2 separate regions of the Sus scrofa genome follow, and region 1 is linked to region 2. Evidence: chromatin contacts called from public Hi-C data. All regions are on one chromosome and are shown on one strand. The core of a region is the stretch at or near the end of the contact, and the rest is flanking DNA. Distances in the headings are between cores, read along the strand shown.

Region 1 (5,033 bases), core at 1,495-3,994, 210 kb before region 2:
ACACTTGGCCCTGAGAGCTTTTCATTGAGGTGTATCCAGTCTTACTCCTCCTGGAAGTCCATTAGCCTAATGCACTATGATGATGGTTCTCAGACCTGAGCATGTGTCAGAGGGACCTGCCCGGCTTGTTAAATCACAGACCGCTGGGCTCCTCCTCCAGAGTTCTTGACACGGAAGTCTGGATGGGGCCTGAGAATATGTCTTTCCAACAAGCTGCCGGGGGATGCCAAGGATGCTGGTCCCAGGACCACACTCTGGGAACCACCGTCCGAGCTAAGACCCTGCCCTGGAGAAGCAGTGTGCAGTGACCAAAGCAGCCTGGAGCATGTGGTTTTCTAGACTCCTCATGCAGAGAGGGTGTTAAAATTAAGACCCCAAGGCTGTTTCCAACTGGAAATGTGTTCCTAGCTAAATAAGCATCTGCTGTCCAGATGGACTAAAAAAGGTTTAAATAGCAGTACTTTAATATTAATATGATTTTAATTTGCCCAATTTGGGATCTGGGTCTACCAAAAAGATTCCTCCACATGATATACACAGGGAAGGAGACATGCAATCCCTTATCTGAAGCAAGAGAAAAGCCCTTTCAGGCTTCCTTCCGAAGTCCTCTTAAGGCGTGAAAGCCTGCGAGCCCTGCAAAATGTTAATTGCTGAAAGCCCTACGAAATGCTAAGCCAATTTCCTTCACTAAAGATACTACCAAAACCTGGAGGTTTAAAATGCCTACCACCTACTTAACACGTACAAAATGCAGCTAAATTCCGAATGAAATTTGTTCATTCATCTGCTTAATTAAACCCCGAGGCGGCAGCATCTACTCCGTATTATGGCACATGGGGACAGGGACGGGGGGGTTGTTTAGGATTAGTTGGCAAGAGTAATGAGTCTAATGGCGACAATGCAGACCCTTTGCACGATCTGAGCTTATAAAGTGGGGGGAAGAAAACAATCCATGGGAAGGCAAACTTGGTCCCCTTCGTGACGTCCAGTCCGCTGGGAAACGGGGATGCTGGCTGAGCCGGGGAATGGTGTGTGGTTCCTGCCTCCACACTCCCCACCTCCCCCTGCAACCCCGCCAGCGGGCTGGACAGATCCGAGTGGCACTGACAGCCCTGGTGCTTGGGACAGAAATCCCGCTGGGTCATGAAGCATGTAAAAATGAACCAGTAAAAATCAGATGGGTCACCAGGCAGGGATCTCCATCTTCCCCCAAGGGAGGCCAGTTGGGCTCCTACCTGGCCACAGAGATCTTGGCTGGGGAAGGGGAAACGCTGCCAGGAAGCCTCTCAGAAGACAAGAGTGCAGGTCCCATCAGTGACAGTCTCCGAAAACGTCAGGGGAGCGGGGCCTGGCACGTGGAGAAAGTGTGGCGGTGGTGGCCTCAGAGTCCGAGGGGTAAGAGGGATGATTCCAGGCTTGGCCAAGACATGACCCCGAAGGAGCAGGCTGGAAGCACCGTGCGGGTTGTGAGGAGCAGGAAGCACAGGCAAACGATTCCCTATGAAAATTATCATGCTTTCCAGCTCTTTCTCCAGGTGGGAAGCACCCACCAGGTTTTCAGGCAAAACTGTCTGAAGGGATCTTTTCAGCAAAAGCTGCATAAGAAGCAGGATCGCTCTCACAGGGAAAGCCCTCTCCCACAGAAAACGGATCCAACCGCCCAGGAAAACAACCTCTTTCAAATCCCTGCATCCCAAAGAACGACAAACAGAGATCCCTGCAGCGAAATCACAGCTGCCTGTTTGGGTGTAACTCTTTTGGCATCAAATAGCACTTAGATGGGTAAAATTCCTTTTAAAACAGAGGCCGTGAGTTATCCCTTGTCTAATGCATATTATTCATTTAGTGATTCATGTGGTCTCAATAAATAACAGGTAGGCATGCAGCTTATCAGGTACCCCGTGGGATGCAGAGGTTTCTGAAAGTTTCAGGAACACGCCTGCCTACCTACCCCAGCGGGTCCAGGTTGAAGGTGGGCACCACCTGCCTCCGGAGGAGACGTTCCTCCTTTTCAGGGACTGCCAGAGAGCTCCAGGCTGTCAAGACAGGAGGCTGGTGGGGGAAGATGGGCAGAAGAACAGCCTGGACCATCTCTTAGCACCTGAAACATACACATCAGGATTGGGGGAACAGAGGGGCAGAAAGGACAGTGTGGGAGAGGCCCCCCGAAGCTCAACTTCTCAACATCTGATATACGAGACACTGACTTCCTTCTGTCTCCACAAGAATATAAAATCAATGAGAGCAGAAACTCTAATTTTTTCTTTCTTTTTAGCGCCACACCCGCAGCAGATGGAAGGTCCCGGGCTAGGACTGAATTGGAGCTGCCGCCCTGGCCTGTGCCACAGCCACAGCCACAGCCATGCCGGATCCTTAACCCACCGAGCGAGGCCAGGGATCGAACCTGCATCCACAAGGACGCTAAGTTGGGTTCTTAACCCACTAAGCCACAACAAGAGCGCCATCTAATTTCTTTTTTCTTTAAGTCACCCTTTCTTCAGCACGCAGAATGACGCTGGGCCCACAGCCAGTGTTCCAACCATTTTTGTTGAGCGAATCTCGCCTGAACAGGTAAACCATAAGTAAAATTGGAGCTCTCTCTCCCCAGGCAAAAGCTCGCCCCAGGTTGCATCTGAGAGTCGCCGAATCAAATTCAGAAGGAGCCAACGGCGCTCCAGAGAAACAGCTCCGCCTGGAAGCGGGCCTTGTTTATCCTCTGAATTCCAGGGCCTGTGCTCTAGCCGCTCACTGGCCACTAAAACCGGACGGGACGGTTGACTCTGGCAGCGTGTGAAGGCATTTGGCATGCACACAGCTTTTAGGTCACCAGAAATAACTTGCAAATGCGTGTGTGTGTTAAGCGGAAAGGATGAGAAAAATTAGTTTCATTTATGGGGCTACTGGGCAGTGAGTTATTTTTTAGGGGTGGGGACCACTTAGGCAGGGAGAACTCCAAGGCTGGGTTCCTCCACTGCTGGAACCGTGCTCTGTCCTCACCGCCTTCTCTTAATCCTAACAAGCCCCGCCACCCCTACCCCAGCGGTCAGAAAAAAGCATCCCCCTCGTGGTTTTTAATTTGGGGGAATTACTGCAGTATCTTTAGTGCCTCATGGGACATCCCCTGACTTCTTTCTCAGCATTTGTTTACTTCCTCCTTAAAAATCAAGATCTTCCAGAAAAGCGGTGGCCTGATGCCAACGCTATTTGTCACTGGGAGAGGAGAGTGGCTTCTAGTTCTGCAGCCCTCCGTGAGCACCCGGTGAAGCATCTCCATTCTCAGGGACAGGTCAGCCCCACTCCTTCCGCCTTCAGGGGAAGGCTTAGGGCCAAGGACTGTCACCGGATGGACAGTCACTGGTGGTGCCAGGATCAAACCCAGGCTTTCCGGCTTTGCACGCCAATGTTAGAACTATCTTTCTTGTTGCCTCAGCCATTAGCTGTGGGTTTTGTTTTGTTTCCTAACTTCTTAGAATCTCATTTATGAGTCATTTTCTTTCAAAGAAGATTCTGCAAATGGAAGGGCTAATCTCCACGTACCACTGTGCTACAGCGAGAAGCTCCCATGGCTTCTACCTTCCTGCGCAGCCCAGCCCCAGCCCCATCCCAAGGCAGCTGCCTGTGACTCTGACTTGGGTCAGTTAACTATCGCTGAGAGAACTGGCCTACATTCAGCAGCTTGAAACAACCCTGGTGTATTCTTTGCCACGAATCTGTGGGTTAATTGGGCAGCTTTTCTGTTGGTCTTTCCTGGACTCACTCATGTGGTTGTATCCACTGATGCGTGGCTGGGGGTGTCGGGCTTGGCTGGGGCCGCAGGCCCTCTTGCTAGTCGTCCTCCGTCCTTGAGTAGGCTGGCCTGGGCTCTTGACATGGCATCTGGGGTCCAAGAGGGCCTGGGCTTAGAGTTGGTCAAAACAGTCAGAGGGTAAAGGCCCACCTAGATTCAAGGACTCCGCCTCTTAATGGGAGAGGCTGCAAAGACTCTTGGCCACAGGTAACCCACCAAAGGCTTTCTAGATAGAAAGGATTGAAGTGGGCTGGTAAGAAGAGCATCTTCTATTACCAAGCAACGTATGGATTTAGTGTGGCCAAAGACACTGGAAATCTAGATTGAAAAAATATTTATTTACTTGTATATGTAAATATGCCCACACCACCACACACACACACAACGTCTTTCTAGGGCCACACCCAGGGCATATGCAAGTTCCTAGGGCATTTCCAAGTTCCAGGCTAGGGGTTGAATCACAGCTGTAGCTGTGGGCCTACACAACAGTTCACAGCAATGCAGGATCCTTAACCCACTGAGCAAGGCCAGGGATCAAACCCACATCCTCATGGATACTAGCCAGGTTTGTTACCTCTAAGTCAGGATGGGAACTCCCTGTTGCCCCCCCCCCGCCAACCCCGCGCAAAAAATACATTAATAGATTTGTTTGGTTTTTGCTTTTTAGGGCTGCACCCATGGCATAGGAGGTTCCCAGGTGAGGGGTCGAATGGAGCTATAGCTGCTGGCCACAGTCACAGCCACAGCCACAGCCTCACCAGATCCAAGTCACATCTGCAACCTACACCACAGCTCATGGCAACGTCAGATCCTTGACTCACTGAGCGAGGCCAGGGATCGAACCCACAACCTCATGGTTCCTAGTTGGATTCGTTTCCACTGCACCACGATGGGAACACCTTAATAGCCTTTTAAAGAATAGTTTTAGGTTTACAGAAAAATTGTTCAACATATAGCTCTCCCTATTCCCTAAGTTTAATATTAACATCATTCATTATGTCATTTGTTGCAACTGATGAGCCAATATTGATACATTATTGTTGTTACAACTAACCCAAGTTTAAGGTTTAGGTTAGGATTCACCCTTTCTGTTCTGTGGGTTTTATGGGTTTTGACAAATGCAGAATGTCTTGTATCTGCTATTGGAGTAGCATCCAAAAGACTATCACTGCCCAAAAAGGTCCCGTGTCCACCGATTCGTTTTCCTGTCCACCCATCTTTTCACTGATTCTACAGCTTTGCCTCT
Region 2 (4,814 bases), core at 1,736-4,235:
ATATGCTGCAGGTATGGCCCTAAAAAGAAAAAAAAAAAAAAAAGTGCTATCCGGAAACACTGATCCTTAACCGTTCCTTGACAATTGCAAGCATTCTTTGTAGAGCTTCGTCTACACAAAGACATGGCCAAAGCAGAAGAATCTTCAGGAACGACATGTCTTCGGTGCATGTGTGTGAGATGCAGAGCCAAACATCTACAGAGACCAGGCGAGTCAGCAAAATGAGCGCAACTGGCGAAGGGTCTTCACTGTCCCGTGGAAAATAGGCGTGGTCTCATTTTCCTTAAAACATGCAGTCCTTGCTTTTTCTTTTGCACATTTGCTGTCTGATAGAGTCACAGGAACAAAGGGGCCCCTCCCCTCTATGCGAAAATCAACAGTGTGAGGACGAGGTCAAAGTGGCAGTTGCCCCTGGTGACCGTGCTGTGCTACAACAGGGCAGGGTGGAGACTGTGGCCACGTGGAGAGCACGTGTGCCACCCAAACGAGGCATCTACCTTCAGCCCTATAAACAGCTGGCACGTGGGAAGGGGGCATTGGCATTTACAGATTCTTTCCATTTAAAATGTTGCCTCAAACCCTACTCAAGCCACATCGAACACGTCTGTGGATCCCCAGCCTACAATTTCTGGGGTCTGTATCCATCTTTCTCTCTCTCCCCTTCTGAGTTCCACCCCATCACAACACGTTGTAATGTCCTCTATGCGCTGGGACCAACAAGGACACGTGTCTGCATTCCTGATGCACTCACAGTCCCCCCGGGGAGAGCCTTCCCCGTTCATCAGCGAAGAAGGAACCTGGGATCCTTCCCAGTTTTTCCAGTACTGAGGACCCAGTGTCATGACGGGAAGGCAATATTCACCGACTATTTGGAGACAAACACCTAGGAACCTGCACAACTACGCGTGCTCTGGGGGAGTCAACCACTGGCAGTCCTTGTGCGTGAGAAGCAAACACATGCCATGGCGACCTGGGTGCGATACGGGTGAGAGACTAGCCACGAGAGCGAAACCAGACGTTGCAAAGGTGGCCCCCCAGACACGTGGAAGACGTCCCAAGGGTTTCCTACGGGCCAAGCGCAGAGCTCAGGACGGTGCGTGCACGAGCATTTGCTGCTCACGAGGAGGGGCTCGCATTCCATGTCTTTAAAACCTGAGCCTCAGAAATGACTTGCCTGCCCTGCGCTGCCAGGGAGCGGCAGAGCCTCAATTGCAACCCAGTCCGCCGGACTCTAAAGCAAAGCCCATACCTTCACACCACCCTGGACCGCCCCTCGCACAGGCAGTGTCTGTGCCCTGGGGTCCAGGGTGACCAGGGCCTTAGCGGAGGGACAGAGGAAAGGAGGGAGAGGAAGAAAGCTCGCTCTCTCCAGCCCCGCCCCCAGCACACAAACACACACCCCCCTGAAGAATTTTCCAGGGCGTTCCCGTTGTGGGGCAGTGGAAACGAATCCAACAGCATCCATGAGATGCGGGTCTGATCCCTGGCCTCGCTCAGTAGGTTGGCAACACAGCGTTGCCGTGAGCGGTGGTGTGGGTCGCAGGTGTGACTTGGATCCCACCTTGCAATGGCTGTGGTGCAGGCCGGCGGCAGCAGCTCTGATTTGACCCCTAGCCTGGGAGCTTCCATTTGCTGCAGGTACGACCCTAAAAAGCAAAAAAAAAAAAAAAAAAAAAAAAGAAAGAAAGAAAAAAGAAAGAATTTTCCAGAATCGGGCTTCTAATTATCTAGAAAGGATCAATCCTAATGAATGAATGAATGATAACGTATTATAACTATAGCCACTGATCTGGGAGGAAAGCACGCCAAATAGTTAGGACCAGAGCAATGATAAGAGTCTGGAGAGTAATAATGCCAATCGCATCAGATAATTTCCTCCATTTTTAAAGGAGAATGAAGTTATGAAAGATTGGAAGCCAGACAAGCACATTTTTGGCACATTGAGATGGTCTTGCATGAGACACGCTGACGGAGAGCCTGTTCTGGGCCACAGGCAGCGGGGACACAGGCGTAGCAGGTTTCAACACTGCACCAGAAGAAAGCATTCTTCATTGCTGAGATGAGACCCACTCAGAGGGAATGCAAACACTTGTTATCGCTGAGAACAAACTACGAGAAAAGATTCCAATTCAAGAAATCTTCTAGGTCGTTTCTCAATTTTTTTGTTACTCTTGCATCTCATGATGAACAGACATGCACAATAAGTGGCATTTACGGGCTGAACTGTCTCCTTTCTTCAGACTTATGTAATAGCCACATTGTGGTTTAGATTTAAAAAAAAAAACATTTTATATTTAGACGCTGCCAAATAAACTGGTATATGTAATCAATAAAACTCCAACTTTAACTGTGCAGACTAAAGACTGGAAACAGGCATAAGACAGAGGAAGAACTAATAGAACTAACACAAATAGGATTGTCTTATTTTACACCACAATCCATTAACCCACACATCCCACGCTGACTCAGACCAGATTCCAACAGCAAATACTCTCATTTAACTTTTTTAAAAAGGAAAAAAAAAAAAAAAAAAGAAACTCGGTCATTTAAAAATTGCACCAACTCTAAAGATTCTAAGAACTTCTTAACTCGCTGATTTGACAGAACAGCCAAGAAGCAGTTCAGAACGTCGGGTACCCCCCACCCCCACCGCAGCCACAAAATGAGAGCAGGAAAACACCCTCCGAGGAAGGAAAGAGCCATTTCCTCTCCGAAATGTCAATGGCTCTGAGACCGGCAACTCCAACCAACCAGCAGGAAGGCAACATCAAATATTATTTCAGACCAGGGGTGAGAAGGGGAGGGGAGGGGAAGCTTGAAACCAGGAAAAATGGATTCATCTGCTGCAAAAGATAAAGGCAGACGGCACCCCGAGGGAAAAGCAGGATGGCCTGGTTCTCAGCCCCACTCACTCGCCTGTCCTCGTCACCACCCTTAAATAAGCTGTCCCTGCAGCACAGGGCCTGACACTTGAGTGCCGAGAGCACGGGGAAACGCGCTGCTTAAACACAGGCCAGAAGGACTGAGCACGCCTGCCTCTGCAGGAAAGTGGGTATGAAATGATCCGTTCTACGAGGGTGGGAGGAAGGAATTTAGAGAGAAAGAATGAGTCATTTAGGATACCTTTCCTTTAAGGAGCAATAGCCGCCTGATTTCTTCAACACACACACACACGCATTACACACACGCACTGACAATGTACAAAGACAGCTGCTTTTCAACTGGACCGCCTAACAGTTACGAACACACATACACAACTGCCATCTAGAGGTTGAGCCCTGAACCAAAGTCTGTTACGTAAGAGGAGCGTTTTTGGAAAACACACGCCGACTTACGCTCACACCATCTCACAGACACACAGACAAGGGAGCACACGCCCCACATGTTAAACTGGAAGAGTGTTATTTTAACTTCACACTCGTATGAAGAGACATAAATTGGAAGGAGGGGCTTAAACCTTTTATCGCATACAGGAAATACAGATAAATAACACGTTAGGGGATACGCGGTGTGAAAATGGGTTCTTCCCCTAGCAGCCCCTTTGCACACAGACATTTAAGCACCTGCGCTCGCTCTCAGCTTAGGGACGACTCAGAAAATCAGGACACTCTAGGAGAGAGGTATGCCATCAAAATGCAACAAAGGGCCTCCAGGAAATACCCTCCAAAGCTGAGGTCCACCGTGAGAACAGTGAAGTCTCAGGTTTTAAGGCAGAGAGGACAACTTCAAAGGACAATCTCTTCCGACAGAGAACGCCATCAGGGAGGAATATGATAGCATATTCCATCTTCAAAAGAGTCCTGCAAGGTAGGCATGACTAGCCCCACCTTATAGATGTGGTTAAACTGCCTGCCCAGACGCACACAGCCAGCAATAGGCAGAGTCCAAGTGCAAACTTAAGCTGCTTCCATCTGTCACCTGCATCCTGCAGCCTTTCATAAAACATACTCAAAATAAGGGTGGTGACGCCTTAGAGGGTTGCGGTGGGTTTTTCAGCTCTTCCATCAATCTTTCCAGCCTCCAATATTCTTACCTTACCCAGCTTCCCATTTTCCTAGAGGTTTTTTTTTTTTTGTCCTACCCATACACAAATGCAGACTGTGTGTGTACCTGCCGATGTTTTAGTTTAAATAACAACTAACACGATTAAGCTCCTGTAGTCTCTCACAGAGTAATTCACCCAAGTCCCAAGGGAAAGAGCAAAATAATCTAACTCAAAAATTGCATTACCATAAACAAACAAAATTGAACAACCACATGCACACAGCACTGTAGTAAAAGCTGTATAAAATGATATTTTTCTCCCTCTGGGAGCAAATTACCTAAGACAGATATTCAGAATTGAACAGACTCATATAAAACATACCTAATTAAACAACCAGCCAACCATCACGAAGAAAAGCTCATACCCTGCGCAAACACACAGCACATGGTGGGAAGACGACAAGGACAGAACTGACAGAGGGTGCGACATGCCAGGCTGGGACTGGTCTGGAGGAAAGCTGTCTCTACCTATTCACGGAAAGCTTGCAAAAGGAGGACTCTGGATACGGTTTGCAGGAAAAAGCAGAGGATGACTTTGGAGAAGGAAAGGCTACGAGATTCGCTGCGCTTCACTACACTTGTGTCTTCTGTGTCAGTAAAGCCCAGAGCAGGTGGCTACGGTTAATAACGGAGGAAGGGAGGGGAGGCGAGAGGGATGAAAATGCACGCATTGCCGTCACGCCACCCATCTCTGTTAGAGCGGAGGCTGCGGCCCCTCTGTCGGTCACATCTTCCCCGCAGCACCCAGGTCCTCCAAGTCGGCTGTTACG

What was found. Hi-C and Micro-C count contacts between places; a contact is called where the count stands out from the background.
Region 1: a Hi-C map of subcutaneous adipose tissue shows a contact between it and region 2, with 1.7 times the contacts expected there. The contact joins two enhancer-like sites. A contact is called at or near these places in 4 of 47 Hi-C or Micro-C datasets (alveolar macrophages, epiblast stem cells, skeletal muscle and 1 more).

The regions. Positions count from the first base shown.
Region 1 is chr2:144,704,577-144,709,609 of Sscrofa11.1, reverse strand. The region is part of intron 20 of ARHGAP26 (rho GTPase-activating protein 26); the gene reads right to left. Among named protein-coding and RNA genes, the nearest start is that of NR3C1, 220 kb to the left of the region's middle. Within about 2 kb of position 2,744, at least 24 of the 83 cell types and tissues checked have an H3K27ac peak or open chromatin away from gene starts, as enhancers often do. A contact at or near this core is called in alveolar macrophages, skeletal muscle and subcutaneous adipose tissue, where this site is marked.
Region 2 is chr2:144,494,557-144,499,370 of Sscrofa11.1, reverse strand. All of the region lies in intron 10 of ARHGAP26 (rho GTPase-activating protein 26), which reads right to left. Among named protein-coding and RNA genes, the nearest start is that of ARHGAP26, 200 kb to the right of the region's middle. Within about 2 kb of position 2,985, at least 33 of the 83 cell types and tissues checked have an H3K27ac peak or open chromatin away from gene starts, as enhancers often do. A contact at or near this core is called in alveolar macrophages, skeletal muscle and subcutaneous adipose tissue, where this site is marked.